Linked DNA regions of Zea mays: region 1 is linked to region 2. Evidence: chromatin contacts called from public Hi-C data. All regions are on one chromosome and are shown on one strand. The core of a region is the stretch at or near the end of the contact, and the rest is flanking DNA. Distances in the headings are between cores, read along the strand shown.

The links. Hi-C and Micro-C count contacts between places; a contact is called where the count stands out from the background.
Region 1: a contact with region 2 is called in a Hi-C map of leaf mesophyll, with 3 times the contacts expected there. The contact joins the promoter of LOC100216606 here to the promoter of LOC100191399 in region 2. A contact is called at or near these places in 9 of 25 Hi-C or Micro-C datasets (bundle sheath, ear, leaf and 3 more).

Annotation. Positions count from the first base shown.
Region 1 is chr7:146,526,162-146,532,897 of Zm-B73-REFERENCE-NAM-5.0, reverse strand. It overlaps LOC100216606, which reads right to left and starts at 3,747. Exons shown (of 8, transcript NM_001143019.1): 1 at 3,566-3,747; 2 at 3,034-3,219; 3 at 1,881-2,084; 4 at 1,274-1,397; 5 at 1,061-1,161; 6 at 469-543; 7 at 296-394; 8 at 1-72. The coding sequence starts at 3,219.
Region 2 is chr7:146,371,773-146,379,353 of Zm-B73-REFERENCE-NAM-5.0, reverse strand. It overlaps LOC100191399, which reads right to left and starts at 4,887. Exons shown (of 5, transcript NM_001358448.1): 1 at 4,478-4,887; 2 at 2,395-3,368; 3 at 1,847-2,113; 4 at 1,637-1,728. The coding sequence starts at 3,342.

The DNA of each region.
Region 1 (6,736 bases), core at 2,498-4,997, 150 kb before region 2:
TCTCTTAATTTCTGGATTGGAGGTCCGCAAGAAAGGATTGCATTCCTTCTCCCTTCCAATTGTTGTTGGCACCTGCAAACGTGAAATTTGGATTAAGGATTTAAGGTCAGAGTAAAAGGTGGAAACGCTCTCTAGTTAAGTATTGCAGATGGATCATGAAATAAATTATGGATTCCACATTATGAAATGTCCACAAGAAAGAATAGAATCGAGGACTTTTAAGGTAAACAAAGCTAGAAATGCATAATTTCATGCTTAAGAAGCACTAGCTTGTCACAAAGACAGATAACATTACCGTGGGTATATTCTTATTACGCAGCTCAGCTGCATTTGCAGCATATTCCTGCAATGCTTTATTTCCCGGTTCTACACTCAAGGCAAACTTTGCATTACTCTGCATAGAGGAACATCAGGCATTAAATAACAGATAGATGCAGGAGACTGGAAATGAAATGAAAAATTACTCACCAAGGTATATTCATGCCCACAGTATACTTTTGTATCATCGGGTAGAGCTGTAATTTTCTGGAGTGAGGCATACATCTGCAATGAGACAGGCTCAAATGGTCATGTAATCTCAAAGATACATGGAACAGCATTTTCCATACCTTCTACAAAAAAGGAAAAGTTACTGAGCCGTAGATGATAAATTAAACTACAAAGAGTTCACAACCTTCTAGATCTTTATTAAATAACTAAAGCCCATTAAATCATAATAATCGTTAGATTTAATCACAATTATCCCTATGTTCAAACAAATGAAAGTACAAATACTGACATAATGTAGAACAAACTCAGTCTTTCAAGTTCATGAACCATTTTTAACCTATACACATATCTTGCTTACTCATGCTTATAGGTTCTAATAGTTGCAGCTGAGAAAATAATTTAAGTTCAATCAAAAAATTAAGAAACTCCAACAAAAATGTTTGTTGTTCACAACTAAGAGACTTCTTTAGTGAAATAAAAGCACTACAAAGGAGTAGCTTGTCACAGAAGTCCAGTAGCACCTTCACACAACATACATGTAAATGAAGATATTTGCAAGCAAGTGAAAAACCTGCTGTGGAGTCCCTTCAAAAAGCTTTCCGCATGATAGATTGAACAAGGTGTCACCTGTAAATATAGCTCCAGAACCAGCGAAATAATAGCACACATGACCTAATAAAAATACATGAAAAGTTAACGAAAAGCCTTCATGTGCAGTGCAGGAGTTAACTTTGAAGGCAAGAACGAATATAAGATGAGTCATAAGAAATTTTCCATCAAACACCTGTTGTATGCCCAGGAGTTTCCAGTACAAGAACTTGATGGCCAGCGAACATCCATGTGTCACCCTCCTTAAGCGTGATGTCAATGCCAGGTATTCTGTCCTTATCCTTCTCAGAACCAATTACCTAAAATGCATATGATCACCAGAAGACTAAATGAGACACACCAATCTTATTCTATATGCAATTAAGTATTTCAGGTGGCAGGAGCAATCCAGTGTAGAAACAATGAAAACTAAAGAAAAAATATTTGCGTCAAACAGTTTCCTTCAAATCACCTAGAAAATCATCAAAACTTTGATTTGATACTGTAGGCAAATGACATACTCAAACTTGAGGCATAGCCATTAGTATCTGCTCTGTTTTAAACTTCAGTTATATAATTCAATCTTGAAAACTATAAGTATTGTCGAATTTAACAGATACTTTATTGATAAGAATATACTTTAAAAAACACTCATAATAACTCCATCATTGGGTATAGCACTATTGTCTTCACTTTAGCTCATAACAAAAACCCATTTTGATTGTGTCATTGTCACATACTGTATCAGAGTCACTGAACGATACAGAAAAAGAAAGAACAAATAAAATAGCCCAAAGCTATACCTTTGCACCATATTTTGCCTTCAATTCCAAGTTTCCACCAGTATGATCATAGTGATGATGGGTGTTCAGTATATAAGTCAAGTTCTGGTTTCTCTTTTCCAATGCATTTATAATAGGCATAGCCTCAGAAGGATCCACTACTCCAACTGTTCCAGTATCAACATCATGCAGGATATACGCATAGTTATCTCGAAGGCATGGTACCTGCATATGAACCAGGACAGATGTTGATTGAATGACAAGAAATATCTACATATAGGAGGGTAATTATGTAAAGAGCAACAAATTCATGGTAACAGCTGATAATAAAAAAACCATTCAAAAAAGGCAACGACTAATATGCAAGCAGCCATTAGGTACAATCGTGCAAGCAGGTCTCTTGATCCGTTAGATCTAGATTTAACCGTATGCCATATTTAGCATTTAAATCATCCCACCACTACCTCGTGTAACTTTATAAAAAAACCCCTAACAAACCATGATTGCACATACGGTTGGATCTAGATCTAACAGACCAAGAAAGTTGCTTGCACGCTTGCACCGACTGCTTGCATATTAGTCGTTGCCTTCAAAAAATGTCTTATTTATTGTTTCCGCTATTCATAACAATGTCTACTATTTATTTATGATATCCACTATGATGATCTAGGTTAGGAGTCATGCTGTTCCATCTAAAGAAAGGTTGTCATTTGTGTGGAGGAAACTGTGAAAATAACATGCAAATTATGTGCCCACCAATGCATGCTTCAGCTTAACAATGTCAGTAATAGATTCAGCTTAACATCATAGTTAGGTAGAGAACAGAGGAAACAGAGCAAAACGGCAAGCATGAGCAAAGCAGTGAGAGAGAGTTGATCGAGAATGAGACTTCTTTTCATGGACATCAGCACTTTTCTACTAAAATTGCCTTGTATTTTCTTTCTACAAAGCAATGGCATCCAATTGTAAGAAACTCATCACAACTGATTGAAATAAAATAAAATCCACAGAACCAACTGTTTTTACCACTGGATTCTCTCCTAAAGAGCACCACCATATCAATACAAAAACAGGGTGCTTACATCGATAAGCATTAAGCAAATATTAATAAACAATAGACTCCTAAATACTCAATAGCTAGCTAGAAGTCACACGAGTATTTCAGACCACTTACAAGCTCAATTTGCAGCGACGAAGAGACGTTGGTCATGTTGCAGAGAAACCGTCCTGCGCCAAAAACACGACCCACTCCATACAGTGTCCTCAGTGGCATGACCAACAGGGTGCCGATTCCATACAGCAGTGGCTTCCCGGGCCATTGCTTCCGCACGCTTGGCAGCAAGGACGGCTGCCCCCTCATCTGCCAAAAAAAAAACATAAACAAGCCAAAATTTGTCAAGACCGTGAATTCACAGAGAAACTACTCACGCAACGGGTACTAACCACCAAACCCATCTCCATACCGTGCAAATCAATACAAAAACTACTTAGCTCGAGTAAAGGGAAGTAGGGATGTACTATAGAACCGATAAACAGCTCGGCATCTTTGCGATAGCGCGGGAAGCCAGGGGCTGTCGTGCGAAACGACTGTTCCGTTGGAACCGAGGCAGTTGGAGGTCACGGGGACGCGACGCGATGAAAATCCCCAAACCCAGATCCAAACCCCCCCGCCGAGAACCACCGCGAAAAGGGAAGAGTCGATGTACAGGTGAGAGAGAAGGGCGACCGTGGGGGCGGCGGCGGAGGAGGAGCAGCGCGGGAGGGAGGAGGCCACAATCGAGCACGCCTTCGACAGCATCCTCATCCCCGCTCCCTCCCTCCCTTGCTCGCAGCGCTGCCGCCTTCCGTTCCGACGAGGCGATGCGTGGCGTGGGGAGCGAGGAGAGAGAGAAGGGGAGGGGACGGCACGGCGACTAGTGGTAAAGATGCAGTGCAGGCACAGCGGAGGTTGGCCGGTTGATGGCGCTGGCTCGCCCGTGCCGGACCCACACGGACGTCGGACACACGGGGCCCTCGAGGGAGTCTCCCAGATCGGGGGCAGTCCGTCGGGCGATCGACGGCGTGGATGGGCCGCGAAGCGTGGTGCGTGGCGTGGGGCCAACGTCATGCGCTCGTGATCGTTGCAAGTGGCCGGAGCCGCGTGTTCCCAAAGGTGTGCGGTGCACGGCGCACGGCAGGCCCAGTACGTACAACTAAAGAGAGCCAGTGACATACAAAATATTGTTTATTTAGAGTCACAAAGTAAAATTTAAATTATAGATAGTTATAAGGGTTTATATAGCTAGAGAGATATAAATAGTTTATAAAACTTCTTTCAATACCATAAGATACTAAAATAAACTTAATTAATATGAGAGATGGTGTAAGAACAGAATACTTGCTCTGGCACTATTTCATAACAACAAGTTCTTTAAACAACTACTCCTATATTCTCTATCTTAAGGTCGCGAAGGTTTGTCCTGAGTCAATATTTTAAAACTTTGACCATTAATAACAAAATATTTATAAACATTGACTAAATAAAATAAAACTGTTATATTTATTATTAAAACATCTAGCACAATATATTTGTAAATATTATTGATCAAAGTTTTAAAACTTCAACTTATGATAAACCTTCAGTGCCTTAAGATAGGGAATGGAAGGAGTAGTTGCTAAGTCTTTATATTAGTCTCACTCATCCAAATTTAATCAGTTATTTAATTAGTTACTATAGAGACATAACTTTTACAACATGAACTTCTCTATAGTTACCCAAGTAACTACCACACGAGAGAATAATATGAATGAAAAATAAGTGTGATAGCAATCAAACAAAACCAGGTAACTGAAAAAATACAATGGTTTATTATTTATATTCTGATGCTAGCTAATAACTCACATTCCCATTATGGTGAGTCCAAGCTAAATGGTTCACACACTAATTAGTATCACATGTCAAACCCAACACTCGAGCATCGTAAGAACCACACTATAGTAACACTCCATCCGGCCACAATCCCACAAGAGTTGCTCTTTGGAGAGTAACAAGAGAATAACCAACACAATTTACTCAACTAGTCCTCGAGGTGCAAAAACAATTTTCAATACACTAGGAGCTCTCAAATTTCACATAAAAGATGGTCTAAAGGATGATCCAAACTCCACATGTTAGGTAATCATCCTCTATTTCCTTTTGCTTTCTTCTTCGCCGCGTGTTTTTCTTCTTCCTCCAGCGATTAAGGAGCCGACGAGGTCGGGGCCAGGGGAAACAGCCAAACAGGCACACATGCACCAGTTTGGCGTGGCATCGGCGAACGAGCGGACGATGCTGCAAGCTAGGTTGACAAGGCTACGATGACACGAGGTATGGCTGGGGCAGCCTGCAAGGTTCCTCCACTAATGTGTCGCAAGGAGAGAAAGAAAAAGAGTTACGTGAAAGAATAATAACAAAACCTTTTTTTTTCTATGTAATCAGTGGTAGTGGTACGACGAGTAATTTTTTCTAACTTTATCAAACTTGGATTTTGTAAAGTCATGTGTCGGAGAGGAAATTTTCTGACCGGGTGGCAGAGTGCACCCGCCCTAAGTCCAAAGATGTGGAGGGGCTTAAGCGTTTTGCCTGTTGCGAGAGGTATGAATGAACACAAGAATACGCAAGAGTTTAGAGTGGTTCGGGCCGCCGAAGCGTAATACCCTACTCCACTGTGTGTTGTATTGCTTGAGAGCTTGAGTTGGGTGTAAGCCTGGATGACTTGCGTCTGAGTCCCTTTGTAACATTGCATGCTCCCCTTTTATAGCTCAAGAGGGGCATGTACAAGAGTCCTGAGCCCCGACATATGGGTCCAGGAGCACGATGGATGTAAGACTTGGGGCAGCAATAGCTGTCTGCTGGAGCAATCTTCTCGCGTTGTGACACCCGCGGTTCGCGTAGTCTTGGTCTGCTGGGGAAGCTTCCCTGGTAATGCACAAGTGCTCGTGGACATAGCGTATTTGCGTATCCTACAGCACGAGCATACTGTTCGGATTAGACGGGCACGCCGCCTGCTACATGGCCTGGGCGTCGTCTGCCAACGGAGTGGACAGGACGCATTAAATGCCGAAGGGGCACATCACCTATCAGTAGGGCGGGCAGGCGGTGCATCCCCTCCGCAATAAATGCGGAGGCCGCACGGCCCAGAGTTCTTACGTCATGCTCCGCTCGCTGGCCTACGTCACGGGCAATAAGCCATGTGGCAGTATCGGGCCCTCGGCCGAGCGGGGAGCGGAGGCGTACCGAATAGGGCCCGTACACGTGTCAGCATCGGACCCATGCCTAGGCCACGGCGCTTCCTCCCCCAGAACCTTGTTATGGGTGGTCCGGAGCTTACTTGGTGGGGTCCGAACTCCACCCAATGGCTCCAGGTTGCTTTACTTTGTGGGTCCGGCTTTGTGCGCACAGGGGTTCTGCGCCTTCTTGAGGAGTTCTGGGCCTGATGATGGTGTCTCGGACAACGCACCTTAACCGCTCACGAGATACCCTTGGGGCTGTTCTCCGCGTGGCTAGGGATAGCCGCACAGGCATCATGCCTTCATACAGTAGTGAAAGGGAATTAGGCTTACACCTATTTCCTAATTGATTTTGGTGGTTGAATTGCCCAACACAAACATTTGGACTAACTAGTTTGCTCTAGTTTATAAAGTTCTACAGGTGCCAAAGGTTCACAAATAGCCAATGAAAAAGACCAAGAAACAGGTGTCGGGCGACAGCGACGGTGGCGGCCGACAGTCCGCCCGCCAGCGGCGGGATCGACGACGTCTTCCCCGCGTGGTGGAAGAACAACCTTCGGGCTCGCCCCGTCCTCTTCCCCGTCGACGGAGGAGGAGGAGGCGGGGCAACCAAGGCCAAGCAGGAGGCG
Region 2 (7,581 bases), core at 3,638-6,137:
CCATCTGCATGCCAACAAGCAAAGCTAACATATATACACTACAAGCCAAGGCATCAACTGTATGCAAACATGTATACCACAGTACTCCGTTCTTATTCAAAATATATGACGACTTTTTTTGAAACTTTGACCACTCATCTTATTCAAAATATGTATTCAAAAATGTAAAATTTTAAACCATGCTCAAACAACCTTAAGGCCTTGTTCGTTTCCGTCGGATTGGTGGATCGGAACGATTCCTAGCCGGATCGCTTCTCTAATTTATATAAACTTTGATGAGCTGGAACGATTCCGGGTGCAATCCGACGTAAACGAACAAGGCCTAAGTGATAAAACAAATCATAACAAAATAAATTATAATTCGTGATTTTTTGAATAAGAAGAGCAGTCAAAGTTTTTTTTTAAAAGTCAACGGTGTCATATATTTAAAATATATTTTAAAATAAATTTAAGAACGGAGATAGTACAAGATTTCTCTTTCACTGTTCTCTGGGTTGGACCTTCTGCAAGGTTGTACTTTCTAGCATGTCCAGATGGGCAATTCACAAATGTTCACATATAGTAGTAACTCAGAATGCCAATTATTAGGTTTCGAACTTCAGGTCTTCGGTAAAGTCTAGGTTAACCTATGCGATTTAATCTTATGTGTAAAAAGCATTTTTTTATTTGAAAAAAACATTCTGTATGTGAAAACATTCATAGCTAACGTCTGCTCTCAGATCAGAAAAAAGGAAGATGGATAGCAGTGACCACTCCAGCATGGGTCTCGAGCTCCAAAAGGGAGGAACCGAGCTGGTTGATAACACTATTGCAACATGCTAGACAGCTCGAACTGAGACATTTGGGCCATGAGATTGAGACCTACGGGTTATTCATGATCTTGCCCCCAGTGAGGTGCAATCAGAAACCAACCATGTGACAATGAACAGCAGGCTTTGCTAAAAGCACAGGTGGTGCCACATGTTCTGGTTCCAGATCACCATGCCCTGTATCTAGCATGTTCGTCAGCACGGGGACAGGCAATCAAGGCTGTCCACGGCCAGATGCATGTGATCTTTGAAGGCTTCACAAGGCTTGTCCTTGGAGCATAGTTGACTCATTTCTATCGAATGATTTCAAGAATAATGGAACGGCATGAGAGCGCATAAGTGTAAGTTCAATGTGGAAATTTGGCAGAAGATTGATTTATGAGGATTTTTTTTCCTAATTTGAATTAACTGGAAGCAGAGTACGCTGATACCAGTAGGTGCCACATCATCTGCATAGCTGGATAGAAGCTAGCAAAATATGGCAGGTTTCCAAATCAAACCATAAGATTCTCTTCTACTTTATTTTAATAGACAGATCATCAAGCATGTGATGCCATCTAAGTATCAAACATACTTTTATAGTTATCTATAGAAGCTAGGGGATGCTTTGACCAATTTAAGTACATAATAAAGTTGCTGTTTAGAAAAGAATACAAGCATTAGGAGCTACAAGATAGGGATCAAGGAATGGATCGGTCGGAGTCATAGGAAATATATCAAACAGTATGTCGTAGTAGTCTACCAATAAGAAAATGTGCCTAGAACTTGTTAGAAAACATACAAAACTTGTCATAACCATAGGACTTGTATCCGGAAGAAAAAAGTACCTCAAACATCTGAGCAAGCTCTCTGCAGCGGAAGCTTCTTGCATGGCTTCAGCAGCAGCTATTTGTGCCGATTCCCTGTACTTAAGAAGCTCCTGCCACAGAGACAACAGGGTATGGCAATTCAAAATTTCAAATACTCAGAAATGCTTAATACTGTGCAAGCAAAAAGTTTAAAATCATATCAGCTGTGTCAATGAATTTTAGCTATACCTTTCCTAGTTTGGCAAGTGATGGAGGGAGTGATGTCCATGAAGTGCTAATATCTGTTAGTTTTTTGCGGTTGGGAGGAATCTTCACTAGATTTGTAACATTCGAGTTTCCTAAGACCCCAGATGTTCTCTTTACAGTAGGAATATGCTTCTTGGCTGCTTTGTCAGCGTCATCTGAGGGAGCACTTGCGGTGCTCTTCCTAGCAGCTTTCTGGCTATCATCTTTAGGTGGCACCTTCTGGTCCACTGGTGATTTTCGTCTAGGAGTCTGCATATTAAGAATGTTCATATTATCTTTTTAATTTTGAGTAAAAATAAATGGTCAGTGCAAATGAGAACAACGCCATCACATTTCCTTGCCAGTTGCCACACATGATGTTATCGACAAGATAGTAATAAACAGATATTATGAGATTGTATGATCCATTATCACTGGGAATTCTAAACGTTGAACCAGCCTGAAGAAAGTGGCTGAACACAGTGGTCACTAGTGACACAAACTAAATGCATTATCTATACAATGATAGAGAGAGTCAGCATTTTACATACCATTGGCATCTTGTTATCAGACTTCTTGTCAGGTTTGGCTGTCTTTGATTCTGAATTGCCTTTTCCTTTAATATCCGTGTTTCCTTCCCAGCTTCTTCTCAAGGCCTTTGGCCCTGATCCAATACTTAACACAGAGCTACTGATCGAATTGGCAGCAGAGGGCTTTCTCCCGGCACTAGTAGCCTTCAAAACAGAAGCAGCCTTTTCTAACAAGGAAAGCCTAGAAGATGAAGCTTTCTCTGCTCCTTTTACTCTGTTCCTCTGTTTCAGATCATTAGAGAATCTGTCGAATGACGCAGGTAAAGAATAGACACTGGTTGGTGATGAAGGTGTAGACCTGGTAATAGCTGGCTTCACCTTTGATTTAACCGCTTCCTTCTTATCACCAATCACATTCAAAGCTTGTCTTGACAGTGAAGAGTTTGATTTGGTGAGCATCGGCTTCTTATTTTCCGTCCCGGTAAGCTTACGTGAAGCATTTATTTTCTCCAATTTGCTCGTTTCCTTTTCTAGCGACAAGATGCTGGCATCATTCGTTCCATTTGATGGTTGCGCTTTCTTGCTGCCATGAAAACTGGAGGAGCTGGTCACCACAAGATCCTCAGGGGTGCCAACGCAAGCATGGCGACCCGGAACTGGGCGAACTCCTCTAAGGATGGGAACAGGAGTGGCAGCCTCTAGACGGTCTACATGGATGAACTGGCCCAGCTGAATCTTGTCGCTCAAGATGAGATCATGCTGTTCCTCTGGAAGGGAAACGTAGGTCGCATGGGATGAATCCGACACCTTGAGGTAGAAGCCTTTGTTGGTGAAAAGATCGCTCCCGGCGAGCGCTGGGACGATGCTGACAACCTGAAGGAGCGAGGAGCGATGCTCGCCGGCGACTTTTACATCCGTGTTCATATGCTGAAGGAGCTTCACGAGGACACCGGGCACCAATGAAGCCATTGTCGTGAATCCTTAAGCGCATCACTCTGCATTATCCAACCAGCAGTGTGATTATCATGTCATCGTCATCTAATAAAAGCACGGGACAAATCGGAACCAAAAGGTAAAAATCCGGCAGGCAACCTGGCAGTTCCGACCAACACTCCTGAATGCAATAAAGGTCGCAACTTTTTCGTGAATCTAATGTGCAGAAACCTGTCTCACAAGTCACTGCAGATCGCATTTACTCATACCATACCAACCAAGAATTTCCGCACGGTGATCCGGATACGGAATGGAACCTAAGAATTGCACGGAGACAAACGATGATTTCAGAAAGGACACAGATGAACAAAATCGCGCGATTCTATTGAAGAGTACTATCACTAAACTGACAGAAACACACAGAACCCTCCTGATTGGCACCGGTGTTTATGCAGGAAATGCCGCTCGGAATACTCCGGCGGTGGTTCTGGACTGGAGGGAGTACGCCTGGGGAATATATGTCTTTGCTTGTAAGGAAACGAATTGAACTCGGTCCAACCCGAAACATGCTCAACACGACAAGAGGTACTCCACATACTAGTACGTAGCAGAAGTCATCAATGTAGGCGGCGGTGGTCCTGTCGTCCCCAAACCCAACTTTTCCCTCGACAAAGAAAATCTTCGAGAGAGAGAGAGAGAGAGAGAGAGAGAGAGAGAGAGAGAGAGAGAGAGAGAGAGAGAGAGAGAGAGAGAGAGAGAGAGAGCAGCTATCCTGCGAGAGAGGGTAAGAACACCACCAACCAAATCTTGCGCACGAAAAGTACTACCGCCGGTTGCCCAATCAATTCGTGCAACCTTAAACAACCTTGGACGCAAAGCAATTAGCGGAGGATATAACAGCAAGGAGCAGACACTTCGCACCAACCCTCACCCCAGGGTTGTCCTGAACAAGTGTTCTTCCTTGTCGGAGGAAGCGGCAAGGCAAGCAATGGCAAATAGTAATATTTCGGGGGAAGAGAGAGAGAGAGAGAGAGAGAGAGAGAGAGTCGATTGGGTGCAAAAGAGAAGGCAAAAACCCGCAAAAGCGAAGCGCTCGGAGAGGGAAGGAAAGGGAAAAGGGAAAAAAATCTTGGAGCAGGGGAGGAGGATAGGGAATCGGGGGAACGCGAACCTCTCGGAGCAAATCCTTGCCGCGCCTAGTGGTTTCTTCTTCTTCTTCACTCTCGTCTCCTCATCGGGCTTTGCTGTGGGCGCACGGAGGGGGAAAAAGGCTGGTTTGGATTTGGAGCAGAGAAGAGCAGGGCGGGCGGGGTCCTTCCACCGGCTCACCGCTGGCGGGATACGCAGCTCCGCGCTGGTGCGGTCGCAGGGCACGCAGGTCCGGTCAGCGGAGTGGGGAGAGGCGCGGCCGCGCGCGTCTCATCCGGTCAGTCGTCACATCCAAGGGGCGGAAAAAACAAGTCAAGGATGGTCTCCCGCTCCGCGGCTCCGGTGTCCGGTCTCCACTCGTTGCCTTCGGCTTGGCTGTGGCTGCCTCCAGCCCTGGAGTGGACCGCTCGCTCCAGCCGAGAGGAGCAGAGAGCTAGAGACGAGTCTCTCTACACCTCTTTCTCCAGCCAAGTTGGCTGTGTGGCCTGTGGGATACTAGGATGTGGAGTGAAGAGACCGGGCAGCCGGCGAGGGGTGGGGGTGCCCAGCCTAGTAACCGGCTAACCGCAACGCGCAGCTGACACACGCAAGCCAGCGGACGGCGGACGCGTCCACTGCTGTGCTGCTTCAAGCAGCAGCACAGGCACAAGCAAAGCAGGCGCCCGTCGTGGGCTCGTGGCCGGCCTAGGCCTTGCGCCCTTGCGTGGTGTGCAGTGCAGTAGGCACTAGGGGAGATGGCAGTCGGATTGCGGTGAGCCGTTGCTTTCCAAGGGGGGCAGACAGAGACAGGCTTGGCCGTTCGGGAGGAGGGAGTCTCCACATCACCTTTTATTTATTTTATCATCATCCTCTCGAAAGAGACGAGCGGAAAAGAGAGCAGAGCAGACCCAGGACAACCCTGCCTGCCCGTGATTTTGCACAGATCTCCCGCGAATTCGACATGATAGGGATCCGTATTAATGTACAGCACAGCGTACTGTCCATCTTTTGCACGAGGGAATGAACCAAGCACAGCAGTAGCGATGGCCGGTGCTGCCGCCGCCACCGATCGAATTGATGATTAGCGGCGACGACGTAGCCGGCGAGTGACTGGCACCCCGTAACCACCCCGCGCCCGCCGGTCGGCCGATTATGCGTAGTTATCAGTTTAGTACTGCTAATCGACGCGGAACAGTGCTCAGCGTGGTGGAGTACTCCACCTTATAGATGTCCAAACGGGCGGCACGGCCCGGCCCAGCCCGAGCCCGACTCAGCCCGGCCCGTTTGAGCCCGGCACGGTTAGGCCCAGCTACTTAACCGTGCCGGGCCGGGCCGCCCGACGGGCCCAAACCTCTTCCCGAGCACGGCACGGTCTAGGCCCGACCATGCCGGGCCGGCCCGAATAGCACGGGCCATTTAGTGACCCGGGCCAGCCCGAGCCCGCAAACACAAAACTATATTTAGCAAAAACACCCCAAAACCGATAGCACAAAAAACCGTAAAACTTACAGCACAAAACCCTAAAACTAAAACATATGACATTTGATAGATGACATCAGAGATAAAGAGATCTTAAATACAGAGAGTACAGTTTACATCACCAGATGTCCAGATCACTAGAATAGAGTAGGAACAAGAAGAATAGTAGGAGATTACAAAGTGTAGGGCCTAAGCTCTAAGGGTCATTAAGATAAAGTCCTTCAAATGCTTCTTCAAGGTCTTGGTCCACTCGACAACCAAGATATCTAGAGCTGTGAAACCAGCCTGTCACAAAAGAATTTATCCTCATGAGAACAAGATTTAGTAACAGACTTATTTGAACAAAATCAAGTATGCAAAATATACTGCTGACACTCCTCATATAGGAAGTCACCATCGAACACCAACAGTAATGATGGTGATGGAGTGTTTGAGAAAAATATTGAAACTCGTAATACCTTAACAATTAATAATGATGCAGAAATAGGATCTCTAACTCCCAAAACAGTCCAGACAAGTGAGTTGTCAGACCCTGCAGGAATTATTCCAACTGGAATTGATACAGCTTCTGCTCTATCACTCCTGAAAGTGCATTCATCCCTTTTGTGAGTTTTGGTGATTTGGATAACAACACATTTAAAGGTCTAACAAATTTGCTAAGTGTTGAACAGGGAATTCAGTATGATGAACATACTTGAATAGTGTATAATGATCAGTGAACAAAGTTCAACACAAGGTCAAATAACCAGTGAGACAATGCAAATGGATATAATATGGTCTCTATATTGGTTTGAATATATGGACAAGTCCTGAGAAATCACTATGCATAAATATGATCATAATAGAGGTTGAAGTGATTAAGAGGATTGGTCAAGCCAAAGTGAACAAGATATGAGGAATCGTGAATTGGCTTGACCATATTACTATTAGTCCATATATGAATATATGAGAATCAAACTAGAGCTTGATTGATCTTAGCAGTTATATCTAGATGACATTCAAGCAAGGTTCACAATATTGAAGAAATGATTCTCTCAATGGATGCTCAATAGGATGTGACTCAAGAATGGCTTGATAGGGTGAAGATAGCAAGGAAAGGGCTTCGAGGAACTAAGCGAAGGTGAAGGCCAAGCGACGGCTTGTAGACCGAGGTACCATGGCTAAGGTGAAGAAGAGAGTACTTGCACTAAGTCGATGAACTAATCAGCTATGAAGAGTTACAACATGTTGATGCATCAGTAAGGTGACTTGAAGCCATGATTTGAACTCATATATGGTGAAATGGCACAAGTCATAGGCTCGATTTGTGTTTGCTTCAAAAGGTGAGACAAAGATGTTTGTGATCCTTATGAAGCAACACCATGGAGAAATCACACTTGAGACACCAATGACTCAAGGAGTTTACTTAATTATATTTTATTTAACTTGAGTATAGGAATCGTCGTACTATCAAGGGGGATCCAAAAAGAAGGTTGGTGTTGGTACAAAAGCTCAAAAATCCTTGATCCAAAACTTCCATTTTACCCTTGTTAATCCTTAGTGAAAGTATGTAGTACAACCTTTTAAAGTCTATCTTGGTCAAAATTGATTTTTGGAAAAACAGGTTCAACCGGTTTTAAAACAGGTTCAACCGGTTTTTGCACTGTTCACCTTTTTTCAAAATACTGG